Regions from separate parts of the Oryza sativa genome. Here region 2 is linked to region 1. The links are chromatin contacts, called in public HiCAR-type maps. All regions are on one chromosome and are shown on one strand. The core of a region is the stretch at or near the end of the contact, and the rest is flanking DNA. Distances in the headings are between cores, read along the strand shown.

The links. HiCAR-type assays count read pairs that join an accessible place to other places.
Region 2: a contact with region 1 is called in a HiCAR-type map of leaf, with 7 times the contacts expected there. The contact joins the promoter of LOC136351052 here to the enhancer-like site in region 1. A contact is called at or near these places in 13 of 15 Hi-C or Micro-C datasets (leaf, leaf mesophyll, panicle and 2 more) and 4 of 4 datasets of contacts at active chromatin or transcription factors (leaf and seedling).

Annotation. Positions count from the first base shown.
Region 1 is chr1:34,362,240-34,364,939 of ASM3414082v1, forward strand. No RefSeq gene overlaps it. Among protein-coding and RNA genes, the nearest start is that of LOC4327619, 8.5 kb to the left of the region's middle. Within about 2 kb of position 1,437, at least 15 of the 15 cell types and tissues checked have open chromatin away from gene starts, as enhancers often do. A contact at or near this core is called in leaf, panicle and seedling, where this site is marked.
Region 2 is chr1:34,395,806-34,398,521 of ASM3414082v1, forward strand. It overlaps LOC136351052, which reads left to right and starts at 1,331. Exons shown (of 2, transcript XM_066304583.1): 1 at 1,331-1,661; 2 at 1,752-2,716. LOC136353578 (a long non-coding RNA gene) reads left to right here and starts at 192. Exons shown (of 2, transcript XR_010736882.1): 1 at 192-337; 2 at 496-660.

The DNA.
Region 1 (2,700 bases), core at 187-2,686:
AACCTCGCAAGTTGTTGTGGTGGTTGTAGTGCGCGCCATGGATGGGCTGAGCAAGCTAGTCGGAGGAGGAGAAGACGTGAGTATGTGACGTTCGTGGGCGCCGGTGACGACGGCCGCCGTCGCATGGCGGCTGCGGCTGCCACGGTGCTACGGCTTGTCGAGCTGGACCTCATCCGTGCGGTGGACGTCGCCCAGTCCGCCACCAGCGTACGTGCTATCGGGCAGGGAACGCCGGTGCCGAGTGCCGACGTCGAAGGAGGACGGGGATGGCAAGTCGCGGCAGCTGTTCGCGGTGGTGGAATGGTGGGCCACCCTTGGGCAGAACATGCATGGGGCTCACCGTCGTCATCCTCAAGCAATCGCAACCACTTGTCATGGCTCTTGACGCTACCATCGGAGTCGGAACTCTGGCCGTAGCCCCGATGAGGCTGGCCGCTGCCGCCACCTGGCGAGAGAGAGACGAGGGAAAAGAAAATTAGATCAGGTATGTGGGGGCTGTTAAATTTTTGTTTTTTTTCACAGTGACATGTGGGTCCCATAAACAACACGTAGACTAGGATAAGACCGCTTTCAAACCAACCGAAAGAGTTTATTTCCATTGGTTTTTAAAGATGGAGGAGGCATTGTATCTGGTTTTGCGAATAAGAGAGGTGATTCAACCAGACACAAGAAATGAGGGACGAAAAATAGACTTATTCCCAGCAAATATGCGGAAGCGGCAGTAGCGATGGCAGCGGCGGCGGTGGCTTCAGGGCCTCGATGCCGGCGGGCAAGGTTAAGATGATGCTGGTCCCAGTGGAACAGCCTCCAGCCCTCCAGCGATCACACAGGTAAGGTTTTGTCTAGCGCTTCGCATTCGATTACTGTATCTGCTTCGTTGATTGCTTTTGGTCCGGGCTAACTCTTCGCTCATAGATCAAATGTGTATAGCAAAATGAAGGGGTTATTCAGATTGATGTCATTTTTGACTATATAATTTTTTTATAAAGTTATAAAAAAATATCTACATTTATTTTGTTGTCAAACTTTGATAAATACGTAAGAAATCATGTCAAAATTTTAGTAATATTGTCAACTTAACAAAATTTTGACATTGTCAAAATTTCATAATGTTTATTTTGGCTATAAATTGAACAGCCCTGAAGTTACGAAGTTGCCAACACGGCAGCACATAGCAGGTTTTTAGCAATACCAAGATCCATGTCACAATGATTAACGTAACGGATAGTCCATAGCTCCTTCTGTGCCGAATTTCTCGAATACAATGCCCGTATTCGTTTATGCGCATGGCTATTTGTTTCCATTATACATCAGCGAATATTATTTCTACCACATTCTTGCCTAGCTGGATTGAGAAACAGATCATCTCCTGGGCTGATACGCTGCTTTCATCCCTTGGGCTCTCTGGCCTATAAAAATGCTAAGGCCCAAAGTATGAAAGGAAATGGGCCGTTTGCTCACGTCTTCAAATCTCAGATGCCATCGACGATCATGCGGAATGTAGGAAAATGGCCCATGATTTGTTTGATGGGCTAGCCGAAATCATCATCAAGTATATAGTTCATCACACAAAATATAGTTAATGATATTTTCTCTTTTCTCATTAAACCATACAACCATAGTTATTTCTACTTAGAATGATAGATATATGGTTTAAATTGTCTTTTCTTTCTTCCATCATAAAACCATGCAATCTCAATCTCAATTACTTTTAGGCTCAAAATTCATATGTAAAAATTTGTTTTAGTATTAATAACCATATTGCATCTTATTTTTACATATTAAGCAGTTTAATTTTTCACAGCAACGCGGTGGGATATTTATCTATTTATATAGTGTATACCCACATTTACACTCAACAACAACCGTCGCCCTTCGCTTGTACTCCCTCCGTTCTAAAATAAGTACAGTTTTGCGCTGTTTATGTCCAACGTTTGACCGTTTGTCTTATTTGAATTTTTTATTAGTATTTTTATGTTATTAAATGATAAAACAAGAATAGTACTTTATGTGTGACTAATTTTTTTAAAAAAATTATATTTTTTCAAATAAGACGAACAATCAAACGTTGAACACGGATACTCACGGCTGCACTTATTTTGCGATGGAGGTAGGATGTAAAATCCAGTATCTACGAAGTAATGAGTAATCTACAATTTTGTCCCTAAAACTGACGTATGTTAATTGTAATAAAACTTCATGCACATGGACAGCGGTTTATAGATTGTTTATACAATATTGGTGTGTCAGTCTCATATACTGTACTAATAAGTGATATAGAGAGAAAGAGAGGGGGATCCATGTAAAGGTATTGGAAATATAAATTGGGCAATATGTAAGTATTGTTTCATCTCCTATCTTCTCCATATCACTTTAAAGACACGCGGCCACTAGTAAAAAAAAACTTCATATAGATCGGCACTATAGGTGACGGAACAACTAAAACCGGCACCTATAATGCTTTTCCCTCCTCCGTGGACTCAAAACACGTAAAACCGACACCTTTAAGCAACTATAGGTGCCGGTTCTAAAGAAGAACCAACACCTATAGTATATGTGCCAGTTTTTTAAAAACCCGACACCTTTAATATAATATAGGTGTCGGTTTTCTAAAGGAAAAACCGGCACCTATACTATAGGTGTCGGTTCTTCTTTAAAACCGACACCAATAATAAATTATAGGTGCTGGTTTTTTAAAAA
Region 2 (2,716 bases), core at 81-2,580, 33 kb after region 1:
TTTGGAAACATTCCGAAAAATCCGGTGCGTGAAAACGGCGTGGAGTCCGGATAAGTTACGCGCGACTTATCCGGTTCGGTTACGCGGAGTGGAGATCGTGCGGGCGCCCTGATCAAGCGACCTATCTCTATATAAACCGAGCCGCCGCCTTCACGCAAAACACACGAAATCAATCTAGGGTTTGCCTCCTCCTCTGTGTTGCGCCGTCGCTCGTAGACTACTCCATCCCGCTCGCCGACGTGCACCTGAGATCGGGAGAGCAGGTCTCCGGAACATCTGCCTTCGACGTCCTGAACCGGGAGAAGGCGGCAATAAGGTTTTTGGGACCGCCACCTCGGTACGTCTTCGACATGTTGCGCATATTTGATCTGTTCATGTTTTACTGCTTAGTTTACATGTGTAGATCTAATGATGCGTTAATGCTAGTATACATATGTAATGTCATGATTTATTTATAGAATATATTAAATCATTATATGTCTATATTCTCAACAGGACCTACCGGACTCTGACGCGCACGCTACCCCAGGCACACGTCCCATCGCTGCAGCCCGCGTCCAGACGAGAGCTGTATGGCTCGGCCGACGCCGACGCCGACGCTCGCCCGACCCACACCGCGCGATTCGATTCGCACGCCCACGCCCACGCACTTCCCGCCGCTCGCGGGTAGACAACCAGTATCCCCTACCGCTCTCTACTCTCTAGTCTCTCCTTTAAACTTCCTGGTGCTGCGGCGCCTTCTGTTTATGCGGACACGGCCAAAGGCAGGGCGGTGTGTCCAGAGCAAAGGGCCGCACGGTGGGTGGCAGGTTGGCAGGCGCCGCTGGGCACAGAATGCAGCACAAAGGCTTTATTAACGGTGTGGGGACTGGGGATTGGCTGAGGACGGCGAGGGGAGCGGGAGTGGCGCAGCGACGCGGCGGAGTGGCAGGGCCCGTGGTCAGATGACATCACCGCGCGCGCGATGGGTCACGTGAGGGCGGTGTAGTTGGCCTGTGGGTTATGGCCTGGATCAGTCTGTACCAGCGGCGCCGGGCACGTTGGGTGACGGCCGAAACTGTACGGATAGCGCAAAATGTGGGGATCCGGACGGCATCGTCCTTGACGGCACCTCATCCTTGGTGGGTTCCAAAATCCACCGGGTGTATAATATTAAATCTTTAGTTTTCCTCGGCCACTATCGACAGTAAATCGGTCCCTGAGAGGCCTCCGATCTGCTACAGTATAACAGTGCCCTTTCCCCACATCAGCTGTCCGATCCGGCAGTCACGGCACATCACAACCGTCCACCTCCCCATCACCTCCCCCAATTCCCAGTCGGTCGTGCCCTAATCCCTCATTTCCTCTCCCCTTCCTACGCGCCGCCGCCGCCGCCACCGCGACTCCTCGCATTCGTCCCCACCACATCCGAGCCAGCGGCCGCCCGCCCGCCGTCGCTACCTCCTCCTCGAGCCAGCGGCCGGCACCACCACCTTCCCACGGAGCCAGCGACCGGCGCTATGTTCTCACGGAGCCGGGCGCGGTGCCATCTTCTCGCGGAGTCACTGGCCCGCACCGCCGCTACCTTCTTCTCCTCATAGAGCCAGGGATGTCGACACCATCGCCGTCTGTGTCCGCTTCTTCGCACAGCTACGCCAGCTTGCGGCCACTACTACACCAGGGTCTGACTTGCTCTTCTTGTGCATGCTTGCTTCTATATACCTTCTACATTGATCAATTCGGGTAACTTATGTTGCAAATATGTGGTTAAGATTTGGGTGTGGGTGGAGCAAGTGTGCCAGCCACTGCACCGCCGTCCACTCCCATGAGAAAGTCAGCTCCATCAAGATGAACGAACATCCAGCCACTTGCGCGCTCCTCCATTTGCTGCCGTATGAGGATGAGGCAGGCAGCTCCAGTTAGGTCACTACTCTGCTGAAAAAAGAAAACTGAGTCCTGGTACCGAATCTAGCATTTGCTTCTTTTCCTTTCAGATCTGGATTTTAATTCACTGGTCTGCCTTTTGTTATTTTTAATTATTTTGTTCTATTGATTAGTCTCATCAATCTTTACTCTACAAATGATGATTTACATGGTCATTATTCCATCCAGAAGAAATGCACAGACTGTTTTACAAGGCAAACATATTGAAGGGTTGTTCTATCTCGACCAAAGTTTCTCAGATTATTTTGCCTGCTGCTGCATTGTAATACTCATAAGCTATATTACCATCATCGAATCCTCATCCGGATACGCAGCTGTGTTTTTGTTGTATAGTGTCCAATGAATCTCTGAGCAACCCTGTTATACTGGAATAAAATTAAGGTACACAACTTTGTTATTGTTTCGTTAAATACTTGCAGATTTCAGAGTTCATCACAAGCTTTCATTTCTTTACTATATATAATCTTGCAGTTGCAGACAGGACACATGACTTTGATCATGGTTTAGCATCAGCTGTCTGGGAATCTTTGAAATTCCTAAAGCTAAATATATAGGACACTCGTGTCCTATATATGCTAGCAGTTGAAATGCTTCACAAACATAGTCTACAAGTATCTGTTGTTGATTAGCGCAGTGAATATTGTCGTAGCCACAAAACTGCACAACGATTTTACTTGGTTTTAGTTTTCTTATTGCTTTTGCTTATATAAGAGTTACGCCATATTACAAATAGTAACTGTTAGCTTTAAATCTTTTTGTTTACCTAATGATTCAACTGGAGGAAAAGTTCAAG